2 separate regions of the Triticum aestivum genome follow, and region 1 is linked to region 2. A link is a contact called in public Hi-C data. All regions are on one chromosome and are shown on one strand. Each heading gives the region's core, a stretch centred on a gene start, on an enhancer-like site or on the middle of the called end of the contact. The rest is flanking DNA. Distances are from core to core; before and after follow the strand shown. Region 1 has its middle 96 kb from the start of LOC123044423. Region 2 holds the start of LOC123044422 (putative polyol transporter 1).

Region 1 (7,021 bases), core at 4,093-6,592, 210 kb before region 2:
GATGATGGCCCTCTCTGCGGACGGCGACGTCGACATCCCCGAGCTGGAGATGGTGGTCGCGGAGGAGGCGATGAAGGAGGAGTCAGTGGCCACGTTCCACCCGGCCCTGGTGGGCCAGCAGTGGAGCTGGTCGTGCACGGCTCCGGAGATGGCCGACGCCATGGGGGGCGTGAACTGGTGACCCACGCCGCCGTGGTCATCGGAGGGGGACGCGTCGCCATGGGAGGAGGTGGTGCAGGCCCCCACGTACCACGGACCGCCAGCCCACCTCTGGACGCCGCCGGACTACGTCGACCTCGTCAGCGACGATGACGACACCAGCGGCCACTGAAGACGACGACGACCACGGCAGCAGGAGCGCGCGGGCGGCGTTTTTTATTTTGTTTTTATGTTAATTATGGCACTGGGCCGTTAAGTGAGCCGTGAAACTGGGCCGTTTTGTGGCTCTGACCCCTAACTTTTGCGTTTATTTACTTTTTTTAGTCATTTTATTTAAGTTTTTCTGGTTTTTTTAATCACGTCCAACGCGGACATGATTTGGGATGCGGCCGCGCGTTGGGTGCACCCACAACCCAACGGACAGAAGCGGACATGGGCGAACCCATTACCACCCCAAAGGGACAAAATCCGGCCAAACCGGATATCCGTTTGGTATCGTGCGGTGGAGTTGGCCTAAGACCATATGTATCGGGCACATTCTTACTAGATCAATCTCATGGTGGGGTGAAACACTTCGGACAAAATCCTTGTCCCAACTAGTCGATGGCAACCAAGATGGGACTTGGACATCATCTCCTCCTTGGAGGCGTTATTGAAGGGGTTTTATCCCTTCCGTTGGACGATGGCCGGTCAAGGTCCAAGGTATTTTGTGATGGCTACTAGTGTAGCCATGTTTATTATCCCGAGATTCAATGGAACATGGTGTGCAGTTCGTTGGGCAAAGTTTTGGCTCGATGAGCATTGGTGCCGATGAAGAAGGCATCAATTTCCGTCATTTCCCTCCCACGGGGTGTTGTCGAAGATCTACATCCACACACTACTCCTCGAAAACATATGTTTGCCTGATAGTTGAGACTTCTAGGAGCACTAGTGCCTCCATCGGATAGGGTGCCGATTTATCACATATATTTTTGTTGGATATATCTCGAGCCTAATTTAGCCAGGTTGTGTTTCGACGCCGTCATGATTTTCAGTTGTTGTCCTTTAATCACGGATGGAACTAGGAATCAATAAATTGGGGGAGGGCAAACGCAAATTACCAATCACCATAGGGCCAAGCACAATTTTTTCCCCTACCCACCCCCTCACCGCATCTAATCAACTATATGGTTGGATGATTTTAGCCCTAATTTCCCTCATAGATCGTGCCAGACCTTCTAATCAATCAACAGGAGCTCATTGTTGTTAAGAAGATGTTCTTCGATACCTCTATGGTCTTATTCCTTTCTCGTAAGCTTAAGTTAAAAAAACCTAGTTTTAGATTATTTTTTCTTCAGGGAAAATAGTTTTTTTTTGGCAATCTTCGGGGAAAATAGTTGTTAGATGGGTGCATGCGTTGATGTCCAAATTGGCAAGATAAATAATAAAGAGAAATAAAAGGAAGATGTTCGGAGGTCCTTGACTCCTCCGGGGGAAACCAACTGAACACTGTGGTACGATCGTCTAGCACGTGCCTTTGACTAGCGGCCATACGGCACGAGCTGATCAGCGATGGGCCAACGCTAAGCTTGATAGTTTCGGCACCCGAATCTTGGATCACCCTTTTGAGTAGTCAGCAGCGTCTTTATTGTCTTAACTGGAGTAGTCAGCACTCAGCAGCTTGATACTGGGCCATTCCGTGCAGTTTCTTTCTGGGCCCCCGATGGCTTTGTTTCTTTCTCTGGCACCTCAATTTTCCACGGTGGTTCCGGCCACTTGACTCGTGCCAGTTACATCAACACGGCCACATTTGTCCGGACCTGGTTTAAATTCAAGTTTCCTTCAATTCAGAAAGGGGTACCCAGGAAAGGACCACGCAGAAAGAGGTGAAAAACCACTCAAAAAAAAGAAGAAAGAGGTGAAAAACAGCATAGAAAATGACGCTGTCGCGGTTACGTAATTGAGTGAGGCCTTATCGGACTTACCGTGCGTGCGGCTCGTGCACACTACACAGGCTCCAAGCAAAGCAAGAAGAAACGTTGGCGCACTGACTTGTAGTACGGCGTACAATATAATCTCCGTCGATCTCTCGTGGCCGACTAGCCGTCAGGCGATGTTGTCACGCCGGTGTTGCATTCACATCCACACCGCATGCACTCGCAATCCATCCACACGTTCCAAACCCTCTTACAGTTGACCTGTTGACTCTCTTGCACAGGTAGACTGGTGAAAACGAAGTGTTCAGAAAGAGCCAAGTAGAAGAAAATCCTAACGGCCCCTGCCCCGCCCCCCGCGTCACCCCCGCTCGGGCGACTCGGGCGGGATCTGAAACCCTGGCCGCTGGGGATCCCCATCCTTCCTCCCCTCCCTCCGCCGCCGTCGAAGGACGCCGCCGGCTATAGCCCGGGGCTGACTCCAGTGGCGAGGGTCTTCCCTCTTGCCTGCGCCATGGGGGCGGTGCGGAGTCCCGCGGCGTGGGTAGCACGGCCGATCTGGCCTGGCGGCGCAGCGGGCTTGCCTTCCGCCGGCGGCGCGGCGACTACCTCGGCCAAGGGCGGCGATGGTGGCGGGTGCGGCAGCCGGCCCTGCCTCGGGCAGCGTAGCGGCGTTCGACGGCGGCGGTCGGTTCTGCGGTGACAGATCATCTGGCCTCGGATCGGCGGTGGTGGCATGGAGGGCCTGGTGGTTGGGTCGGCACCATGCGGGTTGTGCCCTCCGGACAGATCTGATCTGGCCGATGCGGCCTGCTCGATGTGCGGCGACTCAGATCGGCGGCGACCCGTGCACACAATACGTGATGGAGGTTCTTCGAGCGGATCCGGGTGAAAACCTTGTGCTCGGCTTGATGCCAAGACCGGCGTTGGTGGCACCCTTTTGTGTCATTACCTTCTTGAAGGCATCGCCGTGGAGAAGCTCTAGACCTCTATCCGCTACCTCCGGGGAAACCCTAGATCAGTTGATCGGATGACGGCGGCGCGTTGGTGTCGTTTCCTCCTTGGGGGCGTCATTCTTGGAGGCGTACACGGGATCGAGGGACCAGCGGGCGCCTTTTTTGGTGGAGCGGTGCTTCATCCTTCACATTGATGACGGCGGATCTCAGCGGCGTGGTGCAGTGGAGACTCAGCGCCCGATGCGCGGTATGGACTCGCGCAGGTGGAGGTAGTTGTCTGGCGTCAAGGTGGCGTCGATGGTGGAGTGGTCTGACAAGGTAGAAGCCTCAATATCTGCTCTGAAGACGGACCTGTGGAAGATGGCGGCGACGACACATGTGAGTGCGTCAGACCAGTTTATGTCTCAGACCCGATATATGGCTCGGTTGGGGCTTCTGGCTTTTGATGATAGGCTTAGGTGAGTAGTCCGGGTATTTGGTCCAGGTAGCACCCCTTCTTCATATGAATAGGAGTAGTGGCATATGTTGCCAAGATGGCGGTTTCAGGTATATTGTTGTAATATTTTGTAAGGTTCTCAAGAATAATCAATAAAGTAGCCGTATGCATCTTGCAGATGCAGAGGCCGGGGGTCATCCTTTTTTTTTAAAGAAGATCCTAACGTGCCTTAGTCAGGGAGAAACTTCAGCCTCGAAAGAGAAACGGAAACTATTGTGCACGTGAAAAGCAGCTACCGATATGGAGTATATGATTTTTTCTTTGCGGGCTCAATACATATGAAGTTAATGCACCTTTTCATGTGTGTTGTAAAGATCATGCGGACATGCAGTGCCGCCGTACGTAACGTAGTGGGTCTTTTTCATACGTGCAATTTTCCACATGATACACAAACTCGTCGTCACGGTGAGGTGTGACGAACCGCACAGACAGGCAGCCCAGCTGCCCATGCATGGACTTACAACTTCACTTATCGTGGTGATCCTAATCATCGACCATATTAAATTCACTTAGCCGCAACCCGCAAACGTGCGGCGCGTTGTATTGTCTTTGTGTATAATCGTACCGACGGCAGGGGCGGGCCCAGGAATTGAAGGCTGTGTATTCAAATTTTAAAAACTCTTTTTCGACTCCTATATCCTTCCTTTTGGCGCATATAACCGATTATAGGAACATATTGTACTAGTTCTAAACTATATAAAGTAAAAAATTGTCAACATATAGAACTAAAAATTGTTCATAAAGAATGTTCTAAACTGTAGACATATTGCCGCATTGATGTGGCAAGTCTTCTAAACTATATATTATATACTCATAAAAATCACTCAAGTTTGAGAGTACTTATTTTACAAGTAATACTCTCAAACTTGAGTGATTTTATGAATGTCAATTGCAAAATCATGTCACAATTTGCAAATAATATGAATGTATTATACTGAATAACCCTAAACGACTCTCATATTTACAGTAACAATTTATCCTTATGAATCTTGTCAAACAAGTCTCAAATCGCAATACCTTATATTGTGCTGAAATATGAGGTCTCAACTCTCAAACAAGTCTAAGAATTCAGTCCTTGCTTATGAATTCAGTCTAAGAATCCTATACCGAAATAAGAAGCCAATTAGCCAGATTAAAACCCTTGTACATCCGTACTGTTTATAAGGAAAAATTGAAGATTTCTGTTGCTAGACAGTGGAACTGCGGAAGAAGTACCGAAGTCTGAATGTCTGAAGAATGACAGAAGAAAATGACAATGTCGACGCAGGACGTTCAGTCGGACAATCGCACGCAGCAGGCCGGGCGCCTGAACTGTGCGGCCACGCCGCCGTTGGCCGTCCGTGGTCTGCCTCTGCCTGCCGCGGCCGCCGTGCGCCCCTGCTTGCGAGATCGGAATTTTGGGAGGCGATGCGGCAGTTCTCTGCGTGCGTGGGACGGTCCTGATGGATCGCTCTCTATTTTCGTGCGAGCGATCAGGCCAACTAACAATTCTCGTATGGGCTGGGAGGAAGCAAAGATAATGGGCCATCGGTGGGGAGGGAGCAAACAGACTAGTGTTTTGGGCTTTTTGCGCTGAACGCGTGCACCCATCAGCCTTTCTGTTAGTTTTTCTCTTTTTCTCACCTATGAACGTATTATACACTATATATACCTAGTTCCTTGACAAAAATAATGGGTATTCAACTGAATACCCATGACTTGAAGTGGGCCGGCCCCTGACCGACGGGGCGCCACGTCGAGCCCACTCGTGGCAGGGCAGCAGCCTCGTCGAACACGCAGTCCAACGGTCAGAGCAAGGCGGTGGTGGTAGACCTGAACCACAGGCCACTCGCACCTCGCTTAAACTGGCAGAGGTATGGGCAGCAGGAGGTCGAGGAACGACCAGCTCATGAACAGATCCCCAACCGGATCGCCATAATTCGGAGTAGTCAAAGAGATGGACGCCGCGACAGCGACCGCGGCCTGCCGCCCTCTTGCGGTGGGTCGTCGCGCGTGGTGCGGCCTGGTCAAAGTCTCTGAAATCCCGGAAGAGAAATGAGGCTCACCGAGCGCGGCTCTCGCTGGATGGAGAGAGACCCGGGCCATTGCCTTCACTCCGAGGCGGCCTGAGGCCAACTCCATCGCGTGACCCATCTTGTCCGGGCCGTCCGTCTGAGATAAAACGGACAAACGAGGTGGCTCAGCTCGCGGGAGCAAAGGGACTTTTGTCCGTTTTGTGTTCGCTTTTGACCCATCCGCGGTCCAAGTTTGCGCCGTTTTGGGGTGAAACGGATACCACGCGGACGCGCCGGCCGTCTCCGCGTGTCCTCCCCTGGCCAGCCCGTCGGTGGCACAGGACGGGCCTTTTTCTATCCGGCCCCCTCCCTCCTTTCGGCCGCATCCCACTCCACTCTTCTCCACTCTTCCCCACTCTTCCCCTCGCCGCCGCCGCCGTCCGCTGCCATTGCAGCCGTGCAATTCGGACGCGCGCTCGCCCAGCCCCTTCCCCTCGTCGTCGCCGAGCTACCCAAGCACGGCCACCTGGTTTGCGCAACCGCCGGCCGGATTTGGGGCGGATCCGGTCGGTCTTGAGCTCGCCCGGCTGTGGGAGGCCGGGCCGCGCCATGGACTGGCCGGGCACCTCGCCGGAAGGCCCTGGCAGGGCCGCCAGGCCACATGCAGGCAGTGGCTCGTCCTCTAGCCGTTCGGATCTGCACCGTCGGTGGTCCGCCGGCAGATACACGAATGGCGGCCGGCCGGGCTCGGTGCTTGCCCAAAAGCTCATCGGCGCACCGTTGCCCCTCATCAAGTGCGACCACTGCACAAGGGTGACCGTGCGCCGCGTGTCTACAACGTCAGAGCATCCTGGATGGGTGTTTATCAAGTGCTTAAACGATGGGGTATGTACTCTTTTTAGCTTCAGTTTGTGCTCTCGTAATAGACTAGTGGTCCTAACTTTAAGTTTTATTGTGTAGAATGGTTGCAAGTTTTGGTATTGGGAAGAAGAATACATCGATATATTGATAGAGCGAAATGTAGTACATATTCGTGCACTTTTAGCTAGCCTAGAGGCTTTAGATGAGACAAGTGCACTTGTTGCTAGATTAGAGGCTAGGCACGATACTACGTGCGAAGAAGCAACAAGGCACGATACTACGTGTGAGGAAGCAACGTCGACTTCTGGCTTGAAGAAGAAAGGAGGGTGCAACGTCGAGCCTCCTCCACAGATCAACAATGAGTACATCAAGAAGGCTCTAACCCAATTTAAGGGAGCAGTTATGGAAATTGGGTATCTTCTCAAATGTATTCTTGTAGTTTTTATTTTTTTTGGCCTTGCTTTACTAATCAAAATGTAATGATGTATTGTCATGTATCAAAAAGGAATGATAAAAAAAATTTAAGGACTTGCAAAGAAATGTACACACGGACAAGATGCGGCCGGGATGCGTCTTTGCGTTGGGCGCACGGCCGCTGCATCCCGGAAACTGTCCGGGCACAACCCCATTGCCCTATCCAAA
Region 2 (6,999 bases), core at 500-2,999:
TTCGCCTTGTCTTTCGTGGCGGTGTCTTCGGCTTCGACGGGCGTGTCCGTCATGCCGAAAAGCTTCCCTATCTCCTCCAGCGGCAGGCCACGCGTCTCCGGAATGAAGGTAAAGAAGAAAACCCATCCAAGCGCCGCGATGCCAGCGTACAGGAAGAAGCTGCCGCCGATGGTGATGGCCTTGGACAGGGACAGGAAGGACATGGAAACCGCGGCGCTGGTCACGCGGTTGCATGACGCGCCCAGCGCGAAGCCCAGCGCGCGCACCCGCAGCGGGAAGACCTCCGAGGTGTACACGCTCGTGAGGGGGCCGAGGCCGATGGAGAAGAAGGACACGTATGCCAAGATGGACACGATGCACAGGCCGATGGCCCAGGGGATCTTGGCGTCCGGGTGCCGACCCACGACGGTGAGGCCTGTCCCGAGGCCGATGAGACAGGCGAGCATGCCGGCCGTGCTGGTCAGCAGCAGCGGCCGCCGGCCGACGCGGTCGAGCTGGAACGTGGCCACCAGGATGAAGAGCGTCTTCATGACCCCCATGGCGCATGTGGCGCCGAGCAGGTGGTTGTCGCCGGTGATGCCCGCGCTCTGGAACACGCGTGGGCTGTAGAGCACGACCGAGTCGGAGCCCGTCGCCTGCTGGAAGAAATGGATGCCGAGCGCCGCGAGCAGTATGCGCCGCATGGCTGGGCTCGGCGAAAAGATGAGCTCCTTCCACACCTGCTTCTCCTGGCCGCCTTTTGTCTTAGGCATGACGACCACGTCGCCGTCAAGGTCCCTCGGGATGCCAGCGGCAGCCTTGATCTGGTCAAGGCGCTCCACGGCCTCCTCTGGCGTGTCGGAGGTCTTGGCCAGCACGGCCCTGGCATCCGCGAGGCGTCCTTTCATGACGAGCCAGCGGGGCGACTCCGGCATGCCGAACACCATGAGCGCGAGCAGGGCGGACGGGACGGCGCCGATGCCGAGCATGACGCGCCAGCTGAGGTGGAGCGGGAGGCGCGCGAAGGCGTAGTTGGAGACGTAGCCAAGGAGGATGCCCACATTGATGAACACCTCGGTGAAAGACGTGAGGAAGCCGCGGGCCGACGCCGGGGACACCTCGGCCGTGTACACGGGCGCGACCATGATGGCGTAGCCCACGCCGATGCCGGTGACGAAGCGGCCGACCATGAGCATGGCGTAGTTGACCGCGAAGCCCATGAGCAAGGAGCCGGTGGTGAAGATGGCGGCCGCGAACACGACGGTGACGCGGCGGCCGACCCAGTCGGACGTCCTCGCGCCGAGGAAGGACCCGATGAGCGCGTACACGCTGAGGATGCCCATCATGATCTCCAGCTGCACGTCCGTGATCTGCAGGTCCCTCTTGATGTACAGCGACGCCCCGCTCATCACCCCAACGTCTGGGCAGTCGGAACAGAATTATGCATGGCCCAAGGAAGAAGAAGATGCGTACTCTATCGACATACAGGAAGGAAACAAAGCATGTGCGTACCGTATCCGAGGACGATGGTGGCCATGGAAGCGCAGAGGGCGCAGGTGAAGGCGTACTTGAAATTGCCCTTGTTCCTTGGCTGGACTGCCTCCGCCTCCGGGAGCGCAGCAGAAGCCATCCTCGATCCTTCTTCCTTGCCCTCCGCTCCTCCTCTTTCCGGAGACATTTTCATCTGCTTAGGACGAACTGATCGTTCGATGAACAGACTGACTGACAGCCTAGTGATGACTGAACTGCCGTGCTGTGTTGCGCAGTACATATAGCCGTTTCAAAAAAAAAAAACGGGTGCACCCGCCATGGACATGGGTGATGGGTCAACGAGGTCGCTTGCCCACTTATTTTAATATGCAGTAGATTAGAAATTTAGCAGCTAGCATAGACATGTTGCATGATTTCGTTGTCAAATTGCCAGTGATTTCCGACTGCCTATCTTATCTTAGACTAATACTTCCTCCGTTCGGAATTACTTGTCTCGGAAATGGATATATCTAAAACTAAAACACGTCTAGATACACCCATTTTCGCGATAAGTAATTCCAAACGAAGGGAGTAGGAAAAACGTGGCCCAAAGAATTATCAATTGATCATGTGGGTCCTATTCAGGACCTTGGTCACTGATGACGTGCCGTGGACCCATAAGCGCTGGCTACATCCCTGCGGTGCATGATCACCCGGGGTCGCGTCGAGACGTACAGTCATCTCCGACCTCGCCGCAAGATGCTTGGATACGTTTCGCTGCCCTCTTGTCCGCTCTGGTATGGCCAAGCAACCCGGATGTCCACTCAACCTGTCACGACGTTGAAACTTGGACTGCTAAAAATGGTGTCGCTGTTTCCTTGATTGTCTGGATCACTTTGATGCTTACTGCCGCACGCGCGTTTAAACCTTACGTTTCTGGTTGGGTACGCACGCTGAATTGCTGGCTGCTGACTTTGGATTCAGGCTGCGGGCAGGATTGTCCTACCACAGTAGCTAGCAGCCCGCTCAGTCCTAGCATGTGTGCAATAGCTAAGAGTATCTACAGCCATGGACAGTAAGTCCGGACCCTTAAATGCCCGTGGACACACGGACAGTGATTGATTACATTTCAACTTTGCTTCTCTGCATCTGGATATCTCATGCTTGCAACGTTAAATCCATACAATGCCGGGCTAAGTCGGAGGTGTGTTGGCCTTGGCAGTCCAACATCAACCCACACAAATCCAACACATGTGAAACCGTTGATTTGTTTTACATTCAGCGGTTCAAAGTGTTCCCTCGTGAGGGAGCAAAGAGAAAACCCTACCCACTCCATCCCTGCTGATGGTCGCTGCCATTTTTGTGTGAGTAAGAGAACATACAACCTGCGAGAGAGATGAAGAAAAAGAAGTGGAGGTCCTGTTCAGATTTGTTGCACCTGACTAGACATAGCATATGACACGGTCGGTGGCTTGGTCTAACTAACCATGGAGCATTGAATGCTAACCGGATAATATGGATTCGGAAGGATCTGGTCGGATCCGACATAGTCGGATCCTGAGTTGAGATGAGGTCTGAGTCGAACATACCAAACTATGAGATGCAGCGATGTGTATCGTCAGTGAGTCTCTAGTACAACATATGTTTTATGTCCTAAGACTTGAGCTGACGCATGTACTCGGAATGGTGACAGACTTGCTTTGGGCCTACCAAACGCTACTCCATGATTGGGTGATTACAAAGGTAGGTTTCGGCCTTGTCCAGACCCATGCTGCGAGACATGGTCAAGCAAGAGGGGATTTGCCCCTCCAATTAGGAGAGATATACTCTAGGCCCCTCGTGTGATCTGACCAAGATAAGCATGGTCATAAGACAAGAATTATGAGATAATCCGGTTTGTGGTCGTCATCATTGGAACGAGAAAGAGGCCGGGCTAGCACAACGATGACAGACTCGCCTTGAGCCCGACAACATATATCATGTGGAAAAGGAAACAGAAGTGTGACGTGTAGTACAGGTTCGCCAACCGGCTTCATTGTCTACTTGGTGGTCAGCATGCTTTGCTAGAGACCGCTACCAGTTGAGCAGATCGGAGGTGATCCGACCTACGACCAAGCCGACTTGAACCTAAGGGGTCGCGCTTAAGGGAGGCACCTGTGAGGCCTGATCCGACTCCATGAGTCAGATGTGATCCTACTCGGACTCGGATCCCGGCCGAACAGATTTTGGCCTTTAGGGTCCGTGCGAGGCCCAAGTAGCCTGCGACGGACGCCTATATATGGTGGTAGTGCGGCACACTCACTCGGTTGATCACTTTGGCGCTGTCACTAGGTTTTGCATGTGTTGCGAATAGCCACCTCCTGTCGCCGCCAACTGTGTGATCGGACTTAGCAGTCCAGCGCACAGTGTTTCTTCTGCCCGCGCGGATACCGTTAGAGGCAGTGCACTTGCGCCGCTCCGGCCAACCTGTACGTGGGATCCGACAACCGGTTGTTCGAGGGAGATTGGACGAGGAGGAGACGATCCACGCGGACGCGCTGCCCCAACTCTTCTTCCGCTGCACAACACTGTGCTTCTAGAGGTACGATCTGTGATCCATCTCTCGTAGCATGTTCTTGGTTGTTCTGCACGTAGAAAAGTTTTAATTTGCACCCGATGCACCCTACTATAGACCCAAAAAGGGCAACCATCTTATTTGTTTAGTACCACATCGCGGAGGTATGCTCAAAGGTTAAAGGTGATCGTGGATATAAGAGGACGGCTCATAGGGGAAGCGCTCGCAGCTGCATCGTAGCTTGTACGCATACCTACAAAAAGATTTTTGGTATAATTGAAAACTGAATCAAATCAGTCTTTTTCATTACCAAACCAAACTGAATCAGTGGGTTAACGAAAAATAGATATGTTGTATTAGGATGATATTTTCGGTTTTTAGGTTTACTAACCAAAATAAAAAACAAATGGTAAAAACCAATTTATTAGGGTTAGGGTTTAGGGTTTAGGAGATGGCATCGCTCAGGTCGGGCGCCTGTTGGGCTTGCCCAAGCGTTCTGGATTTGAAAAATGTTTATCGATGTTGAAAAAAATGTTCATGGATTAGATTTTTTTAGATCTAAAAAAAGTTCAGTATGAAAACTTACATTTTTTTGAGATATTGAAAAAGATTCTCAAACATGAGAAAAAGTTCACAGATTTGAATTTTTTAAATTTAAAATATCCACATGTTTGAAATAACAGAAAAAAGAAAGAGGAATAATAATAATAATATCCATAATAAAATAGAACAAAACCCGTTTTAAAAAACTTGAAAAACCGACCTGAAAATTTATAAAGTTACATTTGCCACATAAGAAGCGGAAAAGCAAGCAAGTGTTCAATATATGTTAAAACAATTATTCAAAATGTTAGTTCTTAAGTTTGCAAGCTCCTCATATCTCAATAAAATTATTCAAAATATTTTAAACTTTGTTTGAAAAAAATTCTTAACATTTTGAACTAACATATCTTTTTAAAATTTTCGAAATGTTCATGCTTTTACAAAATGTTGTTCAAAATTTTCAAAATATGTTCATGCTTTTAAAAAATGAAATTTTCAAAATGTATTCAAGTTGTTCGAAATAAATTGGATTTTCAAAATGTGTTTAATTTGTTCAAAAAATTGTTGGATGTTCAAACATGATTCAATTTTCAAAAATATTCAGAATTTCCACCAGATGTTCAGTTTTTTTTAAAAAAAGTGTCCGCATTTTACATGGTTGTTACTCCTTCCTTCCCCAATCTTAGGCGTCTAACCTTTTCTAAACAACCCCGAAATCTTAGGCGCCTAAACCTCTCGGCCGCAAAAATCTCTCTCCGCACAGTTAGCTAGTTCACAAGGAGCATGTGCAAGATGCGAAAAGAATTTCACATCTGTGAGAGCGATGACAGAAATTTTTGTTATTGCATGTGACCCAAAGGCAGTACTAAAGAAGGACGGATGGAGAAAACCACCTAATGGCTTTGTTAAGCTGAACGTAGATGCCGCCTTCGACTATGACGCGCTACATGGAGCTATGGGAGCAGTCATTCGAGACGACAGAGGTTATTTTATTGTTTCTGGGAACAAACTAATAGAGTCATGTTATGATCCTCTTTCTTCAGAGGCATTGGCTCTTAAATTTGGTTTACAACTCTCTTCTTCGGCAGGGTGTAACAGGCTTGTCGTTAATTCCGACAGCCTAGAATTAATGGAGATTATGACCAAGGACGGTCAGTATGTGGGGAATGCAGCAACCATGATTGATGATTGTTACCACTTGGCATGTGAGTTTAGTTCAATTCGGTTTGAGTTCTGTCCTAGAGAAGCAAACGCTGTTGCTCATGAATTAGCTAGTGTAGCTAGATCTAAATTCTGCAGTGAGTGGATTGAAATGGCTCCTAATGAGCTTCTTCCTCTTTTACTTAAAGATGTAAGTGTTATCACCAATGAATAAAGAGGGAAATTTAGTTGTAAAAAAAAAGCTGGGTGCGTACTCTTTTTTTTTTTGCGGGTGCGTACTCTTGGAGCATGTCCATGCGGTTAGTCCATGCAGTTTTGCCTCACCTTCGCGCTCAATGGAGCTGGCCTGTTCCCTGTTTTCCAGGACCGGTCAAGCACTTTTTGTCAGATGAGATCGTGGTTGAATCCTGTAACCAAACGATGACTCAACAGCCGTATGCTAATTATCGTGCAAAATTAGGCGCCTTAGAAAATGTGATGTGTCAGTACTTTGAATCCTCATTTTTCATAAATATAATAGTCAGCTCAATTGGGGAGCCACTCAATCCGGAAAACCCTATGCGCCGCTCACTGCGTCAAATTGTCGACAGAACGCACAGGCATACCCCGCATCGCTAGCAATGGGCCAGCCCATTATACGAGAGCTAGCCAGCCGGTTTTGGGAACCTTTACCTGAACCGTTTTTTCCCTTTTGAGCGGTTTTCCTGTTTCTTCTTTGTTTTCTTCGTTTTTCTTTTTTCCGTCTTTCTGTTTCTTTTCTTTTTTCTGTTTTCTCTCTGTTTTTTCGTTTCTTTTGAAAATTGTACGGAAGATTCAAAATTTGTTCGTTTCAAAACGTTTAAAATTCCCAAAAATATTCATGTTTTATTTTTTTCCATAAATTCAAAAAATGTCACATTTTTCAAAAATTGTTCCGGCATTTCAGAAAATGTTCTTTTTTTACAAAAATTGTCCGGGCATTTCAAAAAATGTTCTTGTTTTACAAAAATGGTTTGGAATGTTTTTGTTCAACTTTTCTACAATTTTTTTAAAAAATGTTCCCGTTTTCAGAAAATGTTCACAAATTCCAAAATTTGTTCATGTTTTCATTTTTTTCAGGAGTTTCAAAAAATGTTCCAGTTAAAAAATTGTTCACAAATTTCTATAAAATCGTGTTTGCAAATTTTTTTCAGGGATTTCAAAATATGTTCACATTTCTAAATTTTGTTTTGAAATTTGAAAAAATGTTCTCGTTTCAAAAAAATTGTTCAAGATTTTGAAAAAAATGTTCTTGTTTTGATAAAATGTTATAG

What was found. A called contact is a pair of places that touch in the nucleus more often than the background predicts.
Region 1: a Hi-C map of leaf shows a contact between it and region 2, with 10 times the contacts expected there. The contact joins the enhancer-like site here to the promoter of LOC123044422 in region 2. A contact is called at or near these places in 5 of 5 Hi-C or Micro-C datasets (leaf, root and an unstated tissue) and 1 of 1 datasets of contacts at active chromatin or transcription factors (leaf).

Annotation. Positions count from the first base shown.
Region 1 is chr2B:215,758,077-215,765,097 of IWGSC CS RefSeq v2.1, reverse strand. No RefSeq gene overlaps it. Among protein-coding and RNA genes, the nearest start is that of LOC123044423, 96 kb to the right of the region's middle. Within about 2 kb of position 5,342, at least 2 of the 8 cell types and tissues checked have an H3K27ac peak or open chromatin away from gene starts, as enhancers often do. A contact at or near this core is called in leaf and root, where this site is marked.
Region 2 is chr2B:215,542,325-215,549,323 of IWGSC CS RefSeq v2.1, reverse strand. It overlaps LOC123044422 (putative polyol transporter 1), which reads right to left and starts at 1,749. Exons shown (of 2, transcript XM_044467158.1): 1 at 1,492-1,749; 2 at 1-1,399. The coding sequence starts at 1,663.